Regions from separate parts of the Mus musculus genome. Here region 2 is linked to region 1. The links are chromatin contacts, called in public HiChIP or PLAC-seq maps. All regions are on one chromosome and are shown on one strand. The core of a region is the stretch at or near the end of the contact, and the rest is flanking DNA. Distances in the headings are between cores, read along the strand shown. Region 1 has its middle 21 kb from the start of Gm30206. Region 2 overlaps Adap1 (ArfGAP with dual PH domains 1).

Evidence for each region. HiChIP or PLAC-seq counts read pairs in DNA pulled down with a chosen protein or histone mark.
Region 2: an HNF4G HiChIP or PLAC-seq map of pancreatic cancer cells shows a contact between it and region 1. The contact joins two enhancer-like sites. A contact is called at or near these places in 4 of 15 datasets of contacts at CTCF or cohesin (embryonic stem cells, large pre-B cells, pro-B cells and 1 more), 31 of 484 Hi-C or Micro-C datasets (the 63-12 cell line, B cells, the Ba/F3 cell line and 16 more), 2 of 115 datasets of contacts at active chromatin or transcription factors (astrocytes and pancreatic cancer cells) and 1 of 9 other capture datasets (embryonic stem cells).

What each region holds. Positions count from the first base shown.
Region 1 is chr5:138,843,465-138,848,696 of GRCm38.p6, reverse strand. No RefSeq gene overlaps it. Among named protein-coding and RNA genes, the nearest start is that of Gm30206, 21 kb to the right of the region's middle. Within about 2 kb of position 2,071, at least 22 of the 459 cell types and tissues checked have an H3K27ac peak or open chromatin away from gene starts, as enhancers often do. A contact at or near this core is called in pancreatic cancer cells, where this site is marked.
Region 2 is chr5:139,283,891-139,289,526 of GRCm38.p6, reverse strand. The region is part of intron 4 of Adap1 (ArfGAP with dual PH domains 1); the gene reads left to right. Among named protein-coding and RNA genes, the nearest start is that of Get4, 34 kb to the right of the region's middle. Within about 2 kb of position 3,931, at least 73 of the 459 cell types and tissues checked have an H3K27ac peak or open chromatin away from gene starts, as enhancers often do. A contact at or near this core is called in pancreatic cancer cells, where this site is marked.

The sequences.
Region 1 (5,232 bases), core at 822-3,321:
TTACGGTGAATACTCACTTTGCCTACAGTAGCCACACTTTCAGGTTGGAAACTCGGGTGGATATTACAAGCTTTGACCCTATTGGCGTTTCATGAGAGGCTATCTCATCCCACTCAAAGGCTATCTGCCATGTTCCTTCCGGATCTCCACTACCTGTGTTCCCACAAGACTGTTTGTTTGCCCTAACTCCCAGGCTTGCTGAAAGAGGCCTTATGAGTAAAGCAGGCGGGCTTGTGGGTCCACCCTGGTGTGAAGAGCCATTCCTCCTCCCCCTCCCCTCCACTATCATCTCATCCTTACTGACCCCAGATCGGGCGGGTGGCTTAGGATGTATGTCCCAAGGGGCTTGTTTTGTAAGAGTGGCCTTGCCATTGCAGCTGGAGCTGCCTGGGCCTGGTTTATGGGTAGCCCTCTGCTGCCACCTGGTGTCCATTGTCTGCCACGCACCCTTTCTACTGGACTTTGGCGTTGCAGATGTGCGCATGCTCCTGGCTGTTGCACGAGGAGTCCCTGGGGTGGGGTTACATGTGTTAAGTGTGTGTGTGTGTGTGTGTGTGTGTGTGTGTGTGTGTGTGTGTGTGTGTGTGTGTGTGTGTATTTTGAGGAGGATATTGGCACCCCTAAAGTCCTGCTGGTACTGGGCCTGACATCCACTCATGAACAGTGCTTTTTAACTGGGCACACCGCAAATTGGCAGAAGCAGCGCTGCACCTGGAGGTTCCAACCCCTTGATAGCAATGGGGGAAAGTGAGTCCCCACGCCTCCTCCTCTGTCCGTGGCCGTGGCCTTAGTGACTTTTTCGGTGGTCTGGCCCCCCATGGAGCGCATCAGTTCCGCTGAGAGCTGTAAAGGATGGAGGCCTGCTTGTGGGTGGAGTTGCATTCTCCTGGGGAGGAAGCCAGTGCAGAAAGTGTGCAGTAATGAATGCCCTCGCTCGAATCCTATGATTTAAGGCCACAGCGCTTCCTCACTGGGAAGTATAGTTCAAAAGAAATTACAGGGTGTGGGACTTGGGATGCTCTTCTGTGATCCTCCGAGAAAGGAGGATGGGGAGTTTCAGGCCAGCCTGAGCTACATAGTGTGACCCAGTCTTAAGAAAAATAACAAACAAACAAACAAACAAACAAATAACAAACAGAGGTTGGTGTTGTAGCTCAGTTGGTAATGTATCTTACTTAGCATGCAGGAGGCCCCGGAGCCTGGAGTCTGAGCACTGGGATTGTGGAAACAGGAGAATAAGAAGCTCAAGGCAAGAAGCTCAAGGCTATCTCCAGCTACTTAGCAAGTTTGAAGGCATCCTGGGCTACATATGAGCCAATCTCAAACAAAACAAAACAAACAATCAAAACAAAGACAAAAAGCAGATCAGTATCTGGGGAGAGGGGGGCAGGAATACAAATTTCTGTGAGGCTAAACTGGTCTGTATAGCAAGTTCTAGGCCAGACAGAGCTATATAGTGAGACCCCGTCTTTTAAAAAGTTAATCAGTTAAAAATTAAGTGAGAAGACACAAGATGCCTTTGCTGCCCTGCATGTTGGGTGACTTGAAGATCAGGCAACATCAAGGCCCTGGAGTCGGAACCCTCAGCCTTGGCATAGAACAGAGAGAAGGAGAGAGAAGAGGTGAACGCCCGGGACCTAGAGGGGAAGAGCTGCAGAAATGGGCTTTTATTTTAAGCACCTGGTGAGAAATTTTTATTAAGGGGAAGGCATGGGGCATGACCAAGTTCAAAGGTCCCCTGGCAGCAAGAAGGTTGGTGGGAGGGGGGAACACGTAACAGGTGCATGGCCTTGATGCACTCTGGGGTGAAAGGCTCAGGAGAAGCTGGAAGTGGCTTTAGAGTTCACCATAAAGGCTGGGGATTTGCAGGGAGTGGGAGCCAATGAGGCTCAGGGCCAACTGCCAGGTTTGAGCTGGAATCACCCACAGGTGTGATGGGATCCCGGCCAGGACGCTGTTTAAATGGCCCTGTTTTTGAGCTTGGTGTTACATTCTTCACATTATCTCAGTTACTGAGCATAAAAACCCAGGGCAAGGCGGCCCTTATCTGCTCTGGTGGCACGCTACCAGCTGTGTGAGTAAGGCTTTATTGCCCCTGTTCAAGGCACAAGGAAGCTGGCTGGGAGGTGACAGGGTTGCTGTTTTGGCAGCAGCCAAGGGCAACAGCAGTGACTTCATCTCAGGTCACACAGCACAAGTGTCGGGTGTGCGCAGTTTCAGTATTCAGATGCAACTCCCTTGATGGACGCTCACCAATTTCAAAGCATACAGTCCCACGGTGTTCGGTGTATTGATGGTGCTACACAGCCATTCCCACAACATTCACACAGCTTCTCTCCCCCAAAGAAACTAAGGGGCTAAGCAGGTAGCCCAGTCAGAAAAGCATCCTGCATAAACACAAGGACCTGAGTTCAGGTCCCAGGATATGTGTAAAGGCTTGCATGGTGGCACATGCTTGGGATCCCAGCTCAGGGAAGCAGAGGAAGGAAGATGTGGAGCTGCTCTGTGCAGCCAGCCAGCTCAGCTCAATCAGTGAGCTCTAAATTCAGTGAAAGACCCTGTCTCAAAAACTAAGGTGGTCAGTATCCTGACCACACACATGCTCGCGCACGCGCACACGCACGCACGCGCACACGCACTCACACAAACACACACGTGCATACACATGCATACACAGGAAACCATGTACCTTTTAGCAGTTACCCAGCTCCTGATGGCCACTGAGCCTATGGCTTTTAGCTCTCTGGCTACATCACATATATAGCCTACCCAGTGTGTGGACTTTTGTACCCACCGAATGTCCTCAAGGCCCATGGAACATTTCTGTCTTGTGAAGGAGTGGCAGTCCAAAGTGTGGCGTGGTGTGCCATTTTCGTATCCTGTCATCTGTCGATGGGTGCTGAGTGGTCCCTACATTTGAACTCTTACGATGCTGCTCTGAACATTCATGGGGAAGCTCCTAGTTTTAATTCCTAGCAAGTGGGGGCTGGAGAGATGGCTCAGTGGTTAAGAGCACTGACTGCTCTTCCAGAGGTCCTGAGTTCAAATCCCAGCAACCACATGGTGGCTCACAGCCATAGGTAATGAGATCTGATGTCCTCTTCTGGTGTGTCAGAAGACAGCTACAGTGTACTTATATATAATAAAGAAGCAAATCTTTAAACCAACAACAAAAAATGCCTAGCGAGTGTGTGAGAGTATGAATGGGGGGAATTGTATATACGGGGCTCGTATTTGGAAATCAGAGTACAGACTGGGGTATCCTCAGGATATCTTCCACCTTTTGTTCAAGACTGAGTCTCTCACTGGCCTTGAACTTCACCAAGTAGGCCACACTAGCTATCCTTCAAGCTTCTGTGTAGTCTCCTGCCTCCATCTCCCATCCTGCTGAGCAGTGATTATAAGTATGTGTCACAGTATCCAGATTCTACATGAGTTTTGGGTATTCAAATTCAAGTCCCTGTGCCATCTGGACAGCTCATGTTTCCAATTCGTTGGGTACACCCCGAGCGGCTAAGTTATCAGAGAATTTAGGTTAGCTTTTTCAGAAAATGCAAACATGTTTTTCAAGGCAGTGATTTCAATGCATACCCATCAACAGGGTAGGATGCTCTCAATTTGACCACACCCTCACCAGCCCTGTTTTGCCCATTTGTTTCTGTTGTGGGAGAGCAGGGCATGCTCATAGGAGACAACTTGTAGAAGTCCATTCTTTCCATCACGCTGTTCCCAGGGATCGAACTCATTGTCAGCCTTGGTAGCAAGTGCCTTCACCCACTACGCTGTCTCCCTGACCCAGTTGTCTCTTGTCCCTAGAGAATGTGAGGTAGTGTCTCTTGCTGGCTTTGATTTGTATTTTCTAGTAACCAGCATCCTGGAAAGTCCTCATGAACTTGTCGGTCATTTCTACATCTTCTTTGGAGACATTTGTAGTTGAGCCTTTTGCCTGTTTTTATTGATTTTTGCCTGTGGGGGGGGGCACAAGTGCATATGCCCATATGTGTATAAATGCATATGGAGGCCAGAGTGTTCTTCTTCATCTTGAGTGCCCTTCCTCGGGAGTCTTGCTTTTTGAGGCAGAATCTCTCATAAGACTGGAACTCGTGGACTGGGCTAGCCTGGCTGACCAGTGAGTCTAGGGACCCACTTGGCTCTTCCTCTCCAGTGTTGTGAATACAAGTGTGCACTACTGCACACTTGTTTGTTGTTGTTGTTTTGTTTTCACATGGGTTCTGGGAATTGAACTCAGGGCCTCATGCTTGCAGAGGAAACAATTACTACCCAAGCCAGGTCCTTTGCCTGTCCTGAGATGGATAATTTGTCTTCATTAGTTAGCTTTTTGGGTTACTGTGACAAAAAAAAAAAATCTGACAGAAGCAGCTGTAGGAAGGAGAGGTTCCTGGTGGCTCACACTTTCAGGGGACACAGGTTGTCTCTGTGGGGAAGGAGGGGCAACTTGGGTGGTGGGAGCCTGCAGCTTGGCCTGGACCATTCACAAGATGAGGAAGCAGAGGCTCACACCCAACCATTAGCAGCAGCCTGAGAAACCAGTCTCTCGAAAAAGCCATTCTTTGGGCTTTGTTTGTTTGTTTGTTTTGTTTTTGTTTGTTTTTGGTTTATTGTTGTTTTCCTGTTGCCATGCCTTAGAAATAAACCGTGGGGACAGGAAACAATGAAGAAAGCACTGGGTGGCACCTCACAGACACTTTCCTTCTTCCCACAGTCCTCAGTGCAGTGCCCTCAGCCCTGTGTCGTGATGGTCTAAGTCCTTTTTCTGTTGTGATGGGGGCTCACTGAGTCTGAGGCTGGGATCCCAGGGATAGGCTTGCACCTGAAGTAGGAAGGACATTGGATCTTATCAGCACCCACATATGGCCTAGAAGAGGGGCTGAGAGCATGGGCTGAGGCCACATAGGGTGGTGCTGGACCACAGCTTAGTCTCTCGTTGCTCTGTGATACAGACATAACTTTGGCTTCTGTGTGCCCTTGACCGGATAGGGTGGTTAGATGGACCTCCCAGGCTGATTGGGAGCTCATTCAAGATTGGGTAGGTTCCAGGCCCAGGACACAGCAAGAGCTCAGTGAATAGGAACGTCCTGCAATCACAGTATGTTCCTAAATTCTCCTGGTGGGGAGGAGAGGGGGGCCAAGCCAGACCAAACAAAGGGATGCATGCTAGGTGCATTCTGGGAAAATTGAGATGTGTCTGCCTTTGGCACCTCTGTCTGCTAA
Region 2 (5,636 bases), core at 2,682-5,181, 440 kb before region 1:
TAGATAGATAGATAGATAGATAGATAGCAGAATTGGAGAGATCACTCAGTGAATAATGGTGTTCGTCACCAAGAATAGACTTGATCCTTGGAAGGAAAGAACCTGCTCCCACAAGTTGTCCTCTGACCTCCACACATGTGCCATGGGACATGCATGCCACCACACACCCATACTCCCTTCATCATGAATACACATGAAACACATGTTAAAGATTAAAGTGGAACATAAGGAGACACTTGAGGTTGTCCACTGGCCTCTATATGCACACACAAGCACACACACATGCACACACATTAAGAAAAGCAAGCGCTAGCCGGGCGTGGTGGTGCATGCCTTTAATCCCAGCACTTGGGAGGCAGAGGCAGGTGGATCTCTGAGTTCGAGGCCAGCCTGGTCTACAAAGTGAGTTCCAGGACAGCCAGGGCTATACAGAGAAACCCTGTCTCGAAAAACCAAAAAAAAAAAAAAAAAAAAAAAAAAAGAAAAGCAAGCGCTATAACATGGCAGTAGTGCAGTCTCCTGGAAGTTCTCAGGGCATCCCTCAGAGGGCCACAAGCCAGCTGGTCACACTGGGCTCTATAGACACAGTTAAGCCATGGCTCTCTTTACTTTAGACCTGGCTGGGCAACATGTAGTTCAGCTGTGAGGCCAGCTACTGTGTGCAGCCCTCCTCTCAGCTGCCCAGCTGAGCATGAATGGGGTAGGGCATCCTTGGCTGCCACCTGGGCAACGGGTTGGAGGTGTGGGTTGCTCCGGATGAGTCTGTTACCATGGCAGCGTGGGGAGGCAGAATTCAGCAGTGAGGAGCCTAAGGGACCATGGAGCAGAAGGAAGAGGTATGGGCAGAAGAGACCAAGGAAAAGTGTCTGCAGTTCTTCTGTTGGGAGTCCCGTGTCTACAGCTTCCTCAGGCATGCACTCTGAGCTACAATGCTAGAGGGCCGTCACCATAACTATGGAGTGGCAGGAGGTGGCATTATGATGACACTGTGGTTTCTGCTGGTATCCTTTGCCTGGGGCTGAACACTAACATCTAAATGGGGTTTGAGGAGAGCCCCAACTTGGACTTCTCCATTTTCTTGTGCCCCATACTCCCAGCAACACTACAGAAGGGCTCATAGATAGGACCCCTCCAGGGGACAGGATCCCAGCTATTCAGCAACCCCCCCCCAACCCCCATGTATTCACTTTTTTGGAAGGAGGGTTCTGGGTTTTGAAAAGCTGGGGTTATTGGCACGGCCTTTCAGGCTTGTTCCCTTTCTTTAAAGAGCTTTGCACTGTGAGCGGCTTCGGCAGAAGTTAGTGTGTGGGGGACACAATCTGGATCTACCCTGCCTCCACCCACCCTCTTAGCCCATGTCGCCTCAGGGTTGTGTCCAGAAGAGTGAGGCTCAAAGCCACAGTCTCCACACTCAAGGACCGGGCAAGGCAGTAAGAAAGCCACTGGAAGCCCCTAGGGAACTGGAGGACCTGGAACTGTTCATTGCTCGGGTCCCCAAAGGCCTTTATCACATCCAACCTGCTCTTATTGTGGCCTCTTCCTCTTTGCACCAACTCTCATACTTCCCATAGGGCAATGGGACCCCAGGGTGGCTCTGATCAGCCTTATTTCCCTCTTTTCTTTCTTTTGCCTCTCCCTCCTCTCCTTCTCAGGGCTTGGACTGGAACCATGAATGCTAGATAAATCCTGAATCACACCCCCAGCCCCTCACTGGTGGATTCTAGGCGGGGGCTCTACCTCTGAGCCACGCCCCAGGCCCTCACTGGGGGATTCTAGGCAGGGACTCTACCACTGAGCCACGCCCCAGCCCCTCACTGGGGGATTCTAGGCAGGGACTCTACCACTGAGCCACGCCCCAGGCCCTCACTGGGGGATTCTAGGCAGGTGCTCTACCACCGAGCCACGCCCCCTGCCCCTCACTGGGGGATTCTAGGCAGGGGCTCTACCACTGAGCCACGCCCCCTGCCCCTCACTGGGGGATTCTAGGCAGGGGCTCTACCACTGAGCCATGCCCCAGCCCCTCACTGGGGGATTCTAGGCAGGGGCTCTACCACTGAGCCACACCCCCAGCTCCTCCCTGGGGGATTCTATGCAAAGTGCCCCACCCCCACTAGTCCAGCACTTCTGCCCCCTCCTCTTACCAAACAGTACTTTCTCACTCTGGGCATAGACACTCCCCACTGCCTATCTGGGAAATGCAGAAGTCCCCTCAGATGGAGAAAGGGGAAATGTGGGGCCTCAAAAGAGGTGAGGCCGGGACTCTTCAGAGGAGTGGCCCCATGCTTGCCCAGAACGAACCGGAACTGTGGGTTCCAAGGGTCTGTCTCCTTACATGCCTGTGAGCAGGCGCAGACAAGATGCCCTGCATGGTCATTGGGGACGAAGAGTCATCAGGGCTGAAGGCTGAGGGAGCCAGCTCAGGACAGGAGTCCCATGTTAGCTGCTTGGGGTCTCTGCCTTCTTCATAGCTCAGCAGGGGCCCTAGATGGAGGAGTTTGCATCTGTTTCCCCTTAGGGTTTCAAAACTATCTGGAAGAAGTCAGGAGTGTTGGGGCTGAGAGAGACGAACAACAGTGTGACAGTCAAGCTAGAGACCAAGGGACATCCTCAACTGCATGTCAGGACTCAAAATGAGCAGGGACAGTGACTACAGTTCCCTCCACAATGCCCAAGGAGCCATGGGGACATCTCTGGGAACATCCAGCCCACACCCCTCCCCCGCATTGAGGGACACGGAGGCCAAGGGGTCATCCATGTGAAGTCTCTGTGTGGGGAAGTACCCTTGTCATGGCCCTGCCCTCCCCAGTGCACTCCCTATTACACAATCCCAGGCTTATTCCAGATTTATTCCAGCGCTGAGACCCTGTCCCTGTGAGCCAGCATGCCAGCAGCCACCGCCGTCTGGTTTTCTCTTTCCCCGCTGTTCACCAGCTTGGACGTGATGAGTGGCCTTCTATGCTAGGCTTCTGGCCCAGAGCATTGTGCTGCTCACCCACAGCGGAGCCTATCTTTGTTTATTTTCAAAATTCTTTTCAGTCTAAGGAAGTTTCACAGAAGCATTGCTCTGGAGACTGGTTAGCAGAGTCTCTGGCGCTAAGGTGTCCACTGACATCAGGTCTGTCTCTTGTCCAGGCCTGGTGCAGAGGCCTGCCTATTACAGGACGACACTCCTAGGACTGAGGAGCCACCTGGATGGCTGCCTATTCTCTCTCGACATGGACAGTGGCTGAGCGAGTCAGACCTGGGGCCTTGAGCACACGCTCCCTGGAACTGGGCTTTGGAGAAGTCTCTCTCAGACAGTGTCATCCAGGGCTACAGGAGGGAAGTAGCCCCTGGAGTTCCAGACGAGACAGGTGCCAGTGGCTCACTTACAGCCCCTGTCACATTTCCTGGCCTGCCAGAGACAGAGGCTGCTGGGTCAAGACCCCCCTATATCCCGGCCATCCTTTCCTGTGCCTGGGCTGCCTCTGTGAGGGCATGTCCTGGCTTACAGAGATGCTTGTCCCTCAGCAGGAATGAGCAGTGCATGGAGCCCTGTGACCATAGGGCCCTGCCACACTCTCTGCTGTGTGTCATTCCTCAGCCTAGGTCACAGTTGGCTGGAGTGTCTAAAGTTCCCCTCTGACGCGGAGATGTCAGGGTGTTGGGTGTGCCCTCATACCTGAGTGCACCTTGCTTTGTATCTGCCCCTCCCCACCACTGCTCAGCAAGGGACTGGGTGACAGCTGCCCTGGCTCCTGCCCCAGACTGTCCTGCCTCCACCCAAGCCTCAATGGCTGCCATTCACAGGGGAGGGTGGGCGTCAGGGCATGCAGACAATGGCCTTTGTTGCCCAGGACCAGGCCACCACCTCCTCTAACAGACTGGGTCCTGCCTGGGTCCCTCTGGGAGCCTCTCTCCCTATTTGCATAGTGACATTTAGGTCAAAGGTCAAGAAAGCAACAGCACCGGGATGTCTCCACTTGGTACAACCCCTTTTCCTTCCTCCCTGAGCGGCACAGCTCTGCCTGACTTCGGTTTTTCTTGTGTGCTAAGGCAGGGTGCTCAGCACAACAGTGTTTGGGGGACTGTTAAATCATGGGATGGCCAGGGTGAGGCACCCTGGGGTGGCTGGCTCGGCAAGAGGGTTAGGTCCTTTGAAACGATGAGATGACGGTGGAAGCTAGGTAGGGCACTCCTAGATGCAGATAACCCCATTTCCTGTCTTCCTGTCAAGCCTCCAAGGGTTCTATAGTGGCCTTGGATCTGCCCATGTGACAGGCTCCTATGAGAGTCACTTGTAAGATCAGCCAGGCTGTTCACAAGTACCAGGCTTCTTCTGAGCCCCATGTCCCAGACAGTCTGAGTGCAGTAGGGAGGTCTGGTGGCCTTGCTGGACCCCAGGAACTGTCTTGACTCCTTTAGCTTCACTTCAGCCCTGACCCTTTGGAAGATGGCAGAACTGAAGCCCAGAGAGAGGTGGCAGCGACGGTCCCCTGCCACCTTGTCCATGAGAACAGCTCGTGAGGTCTAGCTAGTGAGCTTCCTGGCGGCTGTTGTGTGACTCTGTGAACAGTATCTTCAGGAGACCAATTGCTTATGTACAAGATGGGGACACAGCTCAGAACCCCAGTTCCTGGAGCCATGGCCTGGAGCTGGCTCGCAGCACCCTCTCCCCACCAGGCTGTGTTCTGCTGGTTATTGGGCAATCGAAGAAGTAAACAAGAAGGGATGTGGGACACTCATACTGAAGGGTTCCTATGTATGACCAGAACACCAGGGAGTCTTGAAGCCAGAGCATTGCATACTGAGGACACATGCTATGGAGTCCCAAGGAAACCAGCACCTGGGAGGTGTTAGCTTGCACCAGGGCTAAGGTATCAGGTATTCTCCTGAAGGGAGACCCTACCTGACCCCACCTCAAGTCAGGGAGCCCCAACTGGACTAGAGCAGAGAACTAGAGCATCCATCACTGGATTCGGGAAGTCTTCCTGTGTGGCTTCTCAGAGAGAAAAGACCTCCCAAGGAGACACACAGGGTGAATAGATCTGTTCCCAGAGCCAAGCCGGGAAGTAGCAAGAAGGGCTGAGTGGTCACCTGCTGCCCACATGCTCCTGGGATCCCAGGTTCCTAAAGATGGAAAGCAACACTTCCAGGGTGCAGGTAGAGTGCAGGCCAAACATGCCAAGGAGGCCCTGCAGTTGCATGGGACTCACAAACATGGATCTCAGCCCCTGTCATCCACACAGCCCCTCTGTCTTACCTGGAGCTGGCAGGTCCCTGTGAGGTGGTAAGATGCTGGCCAATCAGAATCCGAACCTATACACACTGAAGCCTGCTCTTGGCCCCACTTACGGGTGCAGAAGAGACCCAGGGAGCTTCAGGACAGAGCCCAAGTGGCCAGAGCAGTGGGCAAGGAGTGGTTGAGCCCTGGGAACATAGAGTCCGAACATCTTGGGCATGTTTGCTTGCGTGTGTGTGTGTGTGTGTGTGTGTGTGTGTGTGTGTGTGTGCGCGCGCGCGCGCACAATGTGAGTACAGTGTCCGTGGAGGCCTGAAGAGGGCGCCAGATGCCTAGAACTGGAGTTACAGTTTGATAGGTGTAGTTGCCAATAGAAGCAGACAGAACTTGCAGCCTGAGGCTGGGTGTGGTTGCC